Linked DNA regions of Mus musculus: all the other regions are linked to region 1. A link is a contact called in public Hi-C data. All regions are on one chromosome and are shown on one strand. Each heading gives the region's core, a stretch centred on a gene start, on an enhancer-like site or on the middle of the called end of the contact. The rest is flanking DNA. Distances are from core to core; before and after follow the strand shown. Region 1 holds the start of Tbc1d9b (TBC1 domain family, member 9B). Region 2 overlaps Rnf130 (ring finger protein 130). Region 3 has its middle 16 kb from the start of Rnf130.

Evidence for each region. A called contact is a pair of places that touch in the nucleus more often than the background predicts.
Region 2: a contact with region 1 is called in a Hi-C map of cerebral cortex, with 1.9 times the contacts expected there. The contact joins the enhancer-like site here to the promoter of Tbc1d9b in region 1. A contact is called at or near these places in 1 of 39 promoter capture datasets (liver), 1 of 15 datasets of contacts at CTCF or cohesin (CD8 T cells), 2 of 484 Hi-C or Micro-C datasets (cerebral cortex and embryonic stem cells), 4 of 115 datasets of contacts at active chromatin or transcription factors (a beta-TC-6 cell line, bone marrow-derived macrophages and embryonic stem cells) and 3 of 9 other capture datasets (adipose tissue, liver and pancreatic islet).
Region 3: a Hi-C map of uterus shows a contact between it and region 1, with 5 times the contacts expected there. The contact joins the enhancer-like site here to the promoter of Tbc1d9b in region 1. A contact is called at or near these places in 16 of 39 promoter capture datasets (the C10 cell line, the HPC-7 cell line, HPC-7-derived erythroid cells and 10 more), 4 of 15 datasets of contacts at CTCF or cohesin (CD8 T cells, the NIH/3T3 cell line, embryonic stem cells and 1 more), 20 of 484 Hi-C or Micro-C datasets (the CH12 cell line, DN3 thymocytes, the G1E-ER4 cell line and 13 more), 22 of 115 datasets of contacts at active chromatin or transcription factors (CD8 T cells, the HPC-7 cell line, the NIH/3T3 cell line and 15 more) and 3 of 9 other capture datasets (adipose tissue, liver and pancreatic islet).

What each region holds. Positions count from the first base shown.
Region 1 is chr11:50,129,978-50,133,691 of GRCm38.p6, forward strand. It overlaps Tbc1d9b (TBC1 domain family, member 9B), which reads left to right and starts at 1,383. Exons shown (of 22, transcript NM_001290760.1): 1 at 1,383-1,579. The coding sequence starts at 1,462.
Region 2 is chr11:50,059,890-50,063,587 of GRCm38.p6, forward strand. All of the region lies in intron 2 of Rnf130 (ring finger protein 130), which reads left to right. Among named protein-coding and RNA genes, the nearest start is that of Mir340, 8.0 kb to the right of the region's middle. Within about 2 kb of position 2,417, at least 12 of the 459 cell types and tissues checked have an H3K27ac peak or open chromatin away from gene starts, as enhancers often do. A contact at or near this core is called in pancreatic islet, where this site is marked.
Region 3 is chr11:50,007,593-50,011,153 of GRCm38.p6, forward strand. No RefSeq gene overlaps it. Among named protein-coding and RNA genes, the nearest start is that of Rnf130, 16 kb to the right of the region's middle. Within about 2 kb of position 1,594, at least 6 of the 459 cell types and tissues checked have an H3K27ac peak or open chromatin away from gene starts, as enhancers often do. A contact at or near this core is called in embryonic stem cells and uterus, where this site is marked.

The DNA.
Region 1 (3,714 bases), core at 133-2,632:
CTATCTCTGTCTCTATCTCTGTGTATATGTGTGTGTGCATCCATGAGTGAATGCTATTGCTGTTAATTTCAGCAGCCAGAAGAGAGTATCAGATCCCCTGGAGCTGTAACCCCCCCCCCCCCAATCTCCATCTTTTGCTGAGCCATCCCTCAGTCCACTACTTCTAAATTATTTTTGGTCTAGAACTTGCTAGGTAAACCATGCTGGTCTCAACTTCACAGAGATATACCTGCCTCTGCCTCCCAAGTCCTGGGGTAAAGGTGTCTACCACCATGCCTGGCTTACTTCCGAAATCTTGAGGGTAGACTTCTCCAGAGAGCACAGCAGCATTCGTCTGCGCGTCCAAAGTCCTCATTGAGGACTTACTATCAGGACACATTAATACAATGGGCTGAGAATCCAGTATCTGAGAGATGATGAGTTTAGTTATGTTTCATACATGGATATCATACTCACTCCCTCATGGAGTAAGATGATGGACAGCCAGACTGACTGGTTGCTGTGTACTCTGTCAGGATAACCGGAGTATATTGTACTTCAAAGTTGTAAGGAAAGCCATGTCTTGAAAGCTGAGTCACAAGCCGCGTTTCAGAAGGTTGTGGCTCACTCTGGCTGTCACCCATTACATCTGCTCAAACCTCCCAGAATGAATTTATCTCTCCTTCCTTTTACCCTCCTGCCATGTCCAGGTGACATGGGGACAGCTCATACAGCTGTCTCCCTAGCCTTTACCAAAATAAATATGGTCCGCCCCTTTTGTCCAGGCGGAGTCATTTGCACCTTTGAGTCAGAAACTATCTTGTTCCTAATTGTTTAACCGGGCTCTAGTTCACAGAGCCCGCAGTAGCTAGTTTTGCTTCATGGTTCAGTGGCAGAAGCCCTGGGCTGGGATCTGAAGGTGAATTTGTACTGTCAGAGACTGCCGCCTTCAGGCCAGGAGAGGTAAGAGCAGGGCACTGCGCCCCTAGATCATACTGCTGTACGCTTATGAAAAAAATTAAGTGCTCATCTGTGACCTCAGCCTCAAGGCCACCCCAATCCATCTGTCAGATGGGGTGAGCGCACTTATTTCAAAGGGCACCAGCTGCGCTTCCTGACAACTGGGCTCTTGAGGATCCCAACCTTAGACTTGAGTCAAAATCCCGAGGCTGACCAGGCGCTGCTGTACCCTTCTCCAGACGCTTTTTGCCACATTAACTCGCCTGGGCTGCACAGTAGGCAGAGAGCATGCGATCCCCTCCAAACTGGACAGCGGCAGCAGGGCTGGAGGGGACTGCCAGGCCAGGAGAGGTCGAGGAGGGCGACGCTGTGAGCCAGCGCGGCCGCTAGGGGGAGCCAACCTTCGGGCCGACGTCTCGACCCCGCCCCAGCCTCTCGGCTCCTCTCGGCTCGGCTCGGGCGCGGCGACGGCGGCGCGCGCTTCCGCCTCACGGGCTCTGGCCCGGTGCGAGCGGCCGCGGGATGTGGCTCGGGCCCGAGGAGGTGCTGGTGGCTAACGCGCTATGGGTGACGGAGCGGGCCAACCCCTTCTTCGTGCTGCAGCGGCGCCGAGGCCACGGCAAGGGCGGAGGCCTCACGGGTGAGCGGGGCGCGGGCGGCCGGGCCTGTGCGCACCGGGCCTGGCGGGGCAGCAGGACGCGACCCGCGGGCACGCGCAGCGGCACAGGGGGGTCGGAAGGCGGGTGGGGAGGACGATCCCGGGACAGGCAGCAGGGGAAGGACACCAGTGGCCTCCGCCGGGACGTGTGCACAGTCCTGTAAAGTCACATAGCAACCAGAAGCCAGCAGGGTTCCCCAGCTCGCCCTCTGCCTCAGTTTCTCCAGCTGCCTCTGAGGGACCAAGTGGCATAAGCACACGTTTCCTTTTGCCCTCTTTACTCCTAGTTCACTGAAGAGTTGCCTCTTGGCGAAGACCAAAGATGCCCTGACCTCCCCTTCCTCCGGTCTCTCCTCACTTGATGCCGTCAGAGCTCCCAATTCAAAGCTTGTTTTTGCATATTTATCGGTATATATGAAGTGTCCCTCAGAGCTACCCCGGGTGCCTCTCGGGTATCTGAGCACTACCACTCACACAGAAGCAGCTGGAGTGGGAGCCTCTGACTTTGTGTGACATGTGGCATTGTGGGAATCTATTCAGCAGGACTTGTTGGAAGCCCCGTGTGTCCCAGGGCTTGTCAAGTACTCCAGATCCGGCCCTGCAGCAGACCCCTGTACGTGGACCCTTCTGGGTGCCAGATCTTTCAATATGGAAAGTGAATTTTCTGTGAATGCCCTGGTTTTGCAGGGTGGCAGCTGACAGTCCTGCAGATGCAGTTGGTGGCCTCACCTAGGTGACATCAGCTGCCAGCATCTCATGAGCTACACTTCTTAATGTGGAAGGGACTGTACCTTTTCCAAGAAAACTCAATGTTCCCTTCCACAATCAGGCTCCTTCCCGGAGGGCCAAGAGATGACTGGAGTTGATGCTAGGCCTGGCTCCAGGACCCAATGTTTATTGAGAGTTAGGTAGCAGCCCTCTTGAACAGCCCAGTGATCAACCTTGGAAGCTACCATAAGGCCACTGAGGAACACAGGGCACCGTGGGACAAGTCCCTTTTGTTCTAGCATTCATCTGTGTCCAACCGCCTCCCGCCTCTCAAGGCTGAGCGTCCAGACTACGGTGCCAGCCATTCTGTGAATTCCAAATCACATTGAGCCAGGTTTGTGCAGCCTGCCATGGCCATTGGGCCATCACAGCCTCCTGAGCACTGTATACCTAAGAGATTCATCAGGAACGCAGGTTCCTTCGAGCCTCTTTTCAAAACTGACCAGCCTGGCCTGGAGAAGTGGGCTCAAGGGCTGCAAAACCAAGGTTCAAATCCCAGCACCCATATGGTGGCTCACAACCATCTGTAACTTTGGTTATAGAGAACCCAATACCCTCTTCAGGCATCCATGGCCACCAGACACAAACATGTGCACAGATATACATGTAAACACATAATGATCTGGGCAGTGGTAGCTCATGCCTTTACTCTCAGCACTTGGGAGGCAGAGGCAGGCAGATTTCTTGAGTTCGAGGCCAGCCTGGTCTACAGAGTGAGTTCCAGGACAGCCAGGGCTATACAGAGAAACCCTGTCTCGAAAAAAAAAAAAAATGAATTAAGTCAGCCGTGGTGGTGCTTGGGAGGCAGAGGCAAGTGGATCTCTTGAGTTTGAGGCCAGTCTGGTCTATAGAGTGAGTCCAGGACAGCCAGGGCTACACAGAGAAATCCTCTGTCTTGAAAAAAAACAAAAAGGCCGGGCATGGTGGCACACGCCTTTAATCCCAGCACTCGGGAGGCAGAGGCAGGCGGATTTCTGAGTTCGAGGCCAGCCTGGTCTACAAAGTGAGTTCCAGGACAGCCAGGGCTATACAGAGAAACCCTGTCTCGAAAAACCAAAAAAAAAAAAAATAATAATAATTAATAATAATAATAATGTTTGCTAGTCTGAACTTCTCATTAAAGAGTGGGTGTGAGGAGGAGGGTCATCAAGTTAAGGTTTCAGGTCCTGCAATATGGCTCTGCCAGTAGTTTATGCAGAGAGAGACTAAAAGAATGTCCCCAAGACCCAAAGGAAAACCTCACCGTGAACGTTGAGAAGTTGACTCCGAACCATAGTAAGGCTTGAACGCACCTTTTTCTTTTGTTTTTGAGGTAGTCTCAACGATTTTAAGCTTTGGCAGGCCTGGAA
Region 2 (3,698 bases), core at 1,167-3,666, 69 kb before region 1:
TTGGAATCTATATAGGTCTTTATGTCGTTAGGAATGTGTGGACATTCCTAACCAAATAGTGGTTTTTCTAATCCCCATGTCAGTAGCAGTTTTACATCTCTAGGACAGAAGCAGTTGGCTAGCTCTTCTTCTATCAAGTTCTTGGGGAATACTACTTATTAACAGTAGAAAACATACTTTATAAAATACAGAAAACTGACTTTGAATACAGAAACATACAAAAATTAGTTTAAAACAGTCACAAATATACTGCAAAAATACCATTACAGAGCAGTAATTTGGGCCACTTACCATGAACGGGAATGAAGAATACAGTCATGCTGCTGTATTAGCACTTAAGGAGTTTGATTTGTTTTTATTTGTCTGTTTGTTTTTTAACTTCTCCCTGAATATGGGTCTAATTACCTCAGAAAATATTGAGCCTATAGTTTTAACTGCACTGCTATGACAGGCAAAGTTTAAATTGAATGTTCACGTTTGTCTATATTTCTAATATTGCTCCTATATTTTCTATGAAGTGCACATATATTTCTTAAAACATTAAAAAATGCTATGTATAGTAACACACACTTTTAACTCTGCACTGAAGAGGCAGAGGCAGGCAGATGTCTGAATTCAAAGCTAGTCTGGTCTGCATAGTGAATTCCAGGATATCAGAGCTACATAGAATCTCTGTCTCTGCTCCCCAGACCCAAAAATAAAATTAAGAAATGTAAACCTGAAACACTGGAACAAATAGGTTTTTTGTCCCTAAGATCTGTTTTTATTTGTATGCCTGTGTCTCTAAGTGTATGCCACATCTGTACTGATGCTGGTGGAGGCCAGAAGAGAGCCAGATTCCCTGCTTGCTGGAGTCCCAGGTGCTTGAGAACCGCACAGAGTAAGTGCTCTAAGAGTTGGAAGAGAGCAGCCTTTATCTGCTAAGCCATTTTTCCCCTAAAGCAATAGTTTAAATAACGACTTCATAAAATAAATGTAGTAAATCCATTTTAAAACTTCCCAATGGGTTTTTAACTTTTCCTTAATTTACATATCTTAAGTAGATGGAGAATCCCTTATAAGTTTCTGGTATTTGAGTACAACCTGATCTATTTCCCTTCTTGTCTGAGTCCATCACTTGATGTGCTTTTTTTGTCTGTCTTGTGCTTTATCTTTTTTCCCACTGACCACAGAAGAAGAAGAAGAAGATAAAATTGAATTAGGAACCCACGTAGGTTTGGAATGCTGGTTTAGAAATAGATTTCATGGGGTTGAGGAGATGGCTCAGGAGGTGAAGTGGCTGCTGTTAGAAGTAGCAGGGCCTGAGTTCAGACCCGCAGCACTTGTAGAGAGCCAGGCACTGTGGTCTATGCACTAAGGCTGTGGAGACAGGCAGATCCCTGGAGCTTATTGGCTCGTCAGCCTAACAAAGTTGGTGAGCCCCAGAGTCAGCCAGAGGCCCTGTGAGATAGCTCAGCAGGTAAAGTGCTCGTCATAACCTAAATTCAACTCCATATGTATTCAGTGACATATGGATATCCTCAAACGCTAATAAATTAGATGATTTTTAAAAAGTAGAGAGTGGTAGAGGAAGACAACCATACATATATGCATGCACACCCCTACATTTACACACAAAATAGAAATCTATTTTGTGTCACAGGTTAGAAGACTAACAGATGTATAGTGTTCTGATGCCTGGTGTGAAAGCTAGCCTGTAGGCCACTCTCCTCCACCTACTTAAAAGTATTTTATAAGACAGTTATAACAAAGCATAAGTGTAGAAGTTTTACTTGAAAAGGACACAACACTAGGGAGATAGAATCTTGAAACACAAATAATAAATAAGAAGGTATTAAGATGACATGCAAATTGGATTTTTTAAAATCAGTAACAAAGGTTTGTGAAGGTGTCTGGTTTAAGGAAGAGTTCAAATGGAGAAATCCTTGGACTCTTAATTTTGGGAGGTCATTATTATTGGCTAATTTGTGCCGGATTACTAGGAAAACACCTAGCCGTGCCCTTGTGAGCATAATCTAGTGTGAGGAAGTAGTAACCTTATGATACTCTTGACATTAAAGATAGTATCTTCATTTTTAGCATTTTCTTTTAGCAAGATACTTAAAATACAGCTGTCCAGAAAAGAACAAGATGGAAAAACTGTAAATTGTTTCTCTTAATGAGCATACTTGAAATTTGAATGTCAGAATGAACATTAATAGTAACTATTTTAACCTATGACTCCATACTCATAAAAGGCAAAAGAAAATGGAAATTTCATGATAAGTGGAGTATTTGCCTGGTCTCAAAGTGCTTCCTCACAGAATATTTACTGATGACACAGGGGAAAAGAGTAGCTTCATGGTTCAGATGTCTGGGGGACGTCACTTGACCGATGATCAAAGCAAACAGCAGTAATGGATGGATCAGGCCTGCACCATCTGGCAGTGGGAAGCACAGGACGGCTTATGTGTTGTTCCTGCCAGAGGAGCGGGACCTGGGCCTCGCTGCGAGGAAATGAAGTCTTCTATAGAGCAGCCGAGCTGCAAGCTCTCAAGGTCATCACCAGCAAGCAAAGACAGAGGGACTGTTTGAAACTGACAGACTCTTAAAAAACCTGATGGCTAAGCACTTTAGACAACTGTGGTCTACATGACTACAAAGAACCTTTCTGGGGAAACTGGGGCGATATGAAAAGGATTCTGAAGTGACATGATATAATTTATCCATTCAGAATCATGCTTAATTTGAAGGGGTTGTTTCCCTCTCCTCCATCTCTTGTGTGTGTGTGTGAGAGAGAGAGAGAGACAGACAGACAGACAGACAGAGATTGAGATTAATTATAGGAAAAGTATATATGTATGTATGTGTGTATGTATGTATGTATGTATGTATGTATGTATGTATGTATGTGTGTGTGTATGGAACAATGAGGCGAGGCATCAGGCCACCAACTCACCCTCAAAGATTTTAGGTTCTAAATAAATAGATACAACTTTTCTGAAAGTTTGTTTTTTTAAATTAGTGAGTTGGAAAATATATATGAAAATTACATTGAGAGTCCATCTCACACACACACCCCCGCCACCCTGAAACTGAATAAACAAGTGCTGGTGAGTTTCCTGTAGTAGGTAGAATGACAAGGAACCTTTATGGTACACCAGTGGAGATGCAGATATGTCCAGCCACTATGGAAATCAGCAGAGCAGTTCTTTAAAAACTAAAACTAGAAGTGCCATATGATCCAGTTGTACCACTCCTGTGAGTGTATCTGAGGGGATCTAAGTCAGCATGCTACTTCACAGCGGTCACAGTGGCTCACTACACAGTCAGTCCAGACGTCCACTGGCAGCTGAGTGGGTGGAAAGTGTGCTGTATACCCACATTAGAGCTTTTTTGAGGGTTTTGTCATCTTGCTTTGTTTTGAGACAGGGTCTCACTTATGTAGCCCTGCCAGTCTGGAACTCAGAGGGAATGATTTGAGAGTTCTAGGAATAGTTCCTATGGGGAGAAAATGTCAGAAAAAGGACTCCAGGAAAATGTTTTTGAATAATTGAAAGACTATCATGTGGAAAAGGAGTTTTCATTGATTTTGGAATGCATAGCCTGAAATTGGAATGTTCCAGTTAGTGCCACTTCGTGATTTATATGTCCATAAATCATGATATACGATGTTGCACCTTAACAGCTAATGGTATTTGTACAATCAGTAGATGAAA
Region 3 (3,561 bases), core at 344-2,843, 120 kb before region 1:
ACTGGAATGTCAAGTTCCACCTAGGCTTAGATCCTATCTCCTGACCAAAAAGGAATCTTTTTTTTTTTTTCTTGGTTTTTCGAGACAGGGTTTCTCTGTATAGCCCTGGCTGTCCTGGAGCTCACTTTGTAGACCAGGCTGGCCTCGAACTCAGAAATACGCCTGCCTCTGCCTCCCGAGTGCTGGGATTAAAGGCGTGCGCCACCACGCCCGGCTAGGAATCCTTTTCTTAAAGAACCTTCATTGTTACGCTAACATTTTCCCTGAAGAAGTAACCCTAAAATCATATGTGAACGAGATCAGGATTCAGAGCTCCCAGACAGGTTTGGCATCTGTGCCCTGTGGCAAGGATGAGGTTGCCAAGAGGCTCGGAGCCATTTCTGGCTTTTAACCAAGGCAGAAACTGACTCCTTTTCTTTGGGGGCTTTTTACTCCGAACTGCCTCATTATTCTGACTTTGTCGTCAACATGCCCCGCCCTCTGAACCCTGACTGCCATTATAAAATTGCAGAGATGGTGGATCAGGCTTCTTCCAGCTGAATGGGGGTGTCAGATATGGTAGTGAGGGTACCCCTGCAGTGGGCCTGTCTAAAGACCCCCGATGGAGTATCGATGGTGTATCGGTAGCTCCATTGAGTAACAGCCAGGTGTAGGAAGGAAGGGAAGTCCTTGACTAGTGCCTGCACAGAATTATGAAGAAGTAAAAGCAAAAGTGATTAGCATTACAAGTCCTAGCCAGGGGGCCAGGAGAAGCCTGAACAGAGAGCGTTCCTAAAAATCAAAGTTCATTAGAATCTTTTGAGGAGCTCATGAGGGCGTCAGTCCATTGGAGAAAAGCAACCCAGGACGAATGGCTGCGGTGCCTATTTAACATATCAAAGCAGACACCGGCTACCAGGTTCTCCCTGCATCCCTCCAGGTTCTCCCTGCATCCCTCTGTCCCTATCTGTTACAGGGCCCTTCTACCTGGCATACCCCACTCCCTATCCTGAACTCAACCCAGGGAGCTGGGCTGCTCCTCTTATATAATCTTACCACTTTGGTTACCTGCTCCTTTTGTACATTTGGGCCTCCTGGACGCTGTACCTGGTCCCCCTCTCTCTGCTTTCTCTTCCCCTCCCCCTCTCTCCACATTGCACAGCCCAGTCTGGCCAAGAACACTCTGAACTCTTCCAGATGTCCCTTTTACTAACTACACTCTCCCACATATCTACAATAAACTTTCTCCTCCGCCATACCTAGGAACAGTCATGTTTTCTTTCTTTTCCTTTTCATTTCTCCCCCACCCCACCCCACCCCACCCCACCCCCATGCCCCATGCACCAGGACATTCCCAGCCCTGGAGTTCCTAGAATCAGTGTGTGGTCCCTCCCAGATGACTTCGAAAAAAGGAGAGAGAGGGAGAGAGAGAGAGAGAGAGAGAGAGAGAGAGAGAGAGAGAGAGAGAGAGAAAATTTAGCCGTTATTTGATTTTTAGTTTAAAAGGATAAGAGGCCCGATTTTCTTGGCTTCAAATAAGCCCTGCAGTGTTGAAGGAAAGAAACCAAGGTCATGATGTCCTGAATCTTGGGCAGCATTTTCCTTATCAGGAAGAAAATCATTGGTGAGAAATGGTTGTCTAAATAATACCTCTTAAGCCTACTGTCTGGGTGTGGGATCCTCCTTGGACTGTTAAAGAAACATACGCATCATTTTTATCTTTGCTCATACTTTCCTGTTGGGTTTTAGGTGGCCTGTTAGGTGCCCAAAATTAACCGTTTTCTTCTCTTTTGTTTTCCCGAGGATCTGGTCACTTGAGCTTGGGGGAACCTCTGGTTCTGTTAGCCTTCCTTTTACCAGTGGTTCCATCTGGATGAGGAAGAGCCAATGCCCTGGTTTGACACTGACTTTGCTTGGAAGCAGTAAGGAAATTTTTTTACTGTGTTGATTAGCAGGGTCAATTACTAGTAGGCTGAACGCTGGTTAGAGTCTACCCTACCCTACAGATGGCCCACCAGAGTTACAGAACGTTTTAATAGATGCTCCACAATGCTCTGGGAGCCAGCTGACTTTGAGATTGACCTTGACGGGGCAAAATATTGCCTCCCAAAGACATTTTTATTGTTTATAATTTCCCCATTTGATCTCGAATTTCTTCTGCCTTGGGTTTTGTTTAGTTCCTGAGATAGGTCCTCATTTAGCCCAGGCTAGCCTCAAACTTAGCTGAGGATGATCTAGCTTCTAATCCCAGTCCACCTCCTGACAGCTGGGATCACATTGGTTTTATATAATGCTGGCCTCAAACCCAGGGATTGATGCAAGCAAGGGCTCTAACTGAGCTACAGCCTCAGCCCATTGCCAGCCTTCCTTAAAATATTTATTTCAGAGCTATCTGAACCTGTGTTTCCTGCATTGCAATTCCTTAGAGCTCAGATACAGTCCTTTTTACTCCCACAGTTTGAGTCTGTGAGATGAACTCCATCTGAGAATATGCCAAGTCAACCCAAAAGAGATCAAGGCTGAGACAGAGACAGCCAGAGCCAGAGCCCAACTCTGATATTATCTTTGACTTCCTAGATAGTGTGTTCCTGGGGAAATTGAAGTTCTTTTGGGGGCATTTTTAGTCTCAGTGATAAAAAAAGAAAATTAGAAATAGACTCAGAAGGAGATTCAAGGACAATTTTATTAGCGTTTCAGAAAACAGCAATTAAACAATACAGGTTGGTGACATCCAGCAGGCTTGAGGCAAGCCTGAGAAAACATCAGGTCTTTTAAGTCAGGCACTGTCAGGTCCAAAGCCGCTCCCCCCCCCCCCCCCATCCACTTCTGAAACAGGGCAGCGCTGGTAACATTGTTGAAACCAGTTACATACAATCTTGCTGCAGCAAATTAAGAAATCCTACCTATAGGGTTTTTGTTTGTTTGTTTTAAAACCTATCAGCTCTTTCTGTTACAAACTTTTTGTTACAAATGTTACAGATTAAAAAAAAAAACTATACCCAATGAAATCCTGAGATACAGAAAGTTTACACAGAGGCCTCACAAATCTTGAGAATAAGTTTTAGAGCTCTAGGAGAGGGAAGTACTTAGTTAAATAAGACAGGGAAACAGGTGTGAGGTGAGCTAGCGGAGGTAATCAATTTGGGGAAGAGTTCACTTTTTAGCTATTTTAAAGCACATAGTGTCTTTTTCTGGGCTGTTCTATTTTGTTCTCTTTATCCCTGTCACGGAGTCAGGTGGCCAGCCTGACCCAGAACACAGATTTTAGAGGAAACTTAAACAAGCATGCTTGATAATGTAGACATGGGGCCATAAGCAAACTTCAGAGCCAGCTTTTTAGTAGAGTAAAGCAGTATGAGACAAGTTTTCAATATCCTCTGTAACCCCCACAAAAACAAAAACAAAAACAAAACAAAACCATTTGAAGCTCTGTAAGATTGAAGTTAGCAGTTAGGGGAAAGGTGAGAGCAAGTAGAGAGCAGAGAAGGCTTGGAGATATGAGACATTTGAGAGCAAATAAAAGAACTTAGAGGCGAGGAAAGTGCTTTTGGACCTTTGCATGCATGGTGGCAGTTGTTACAA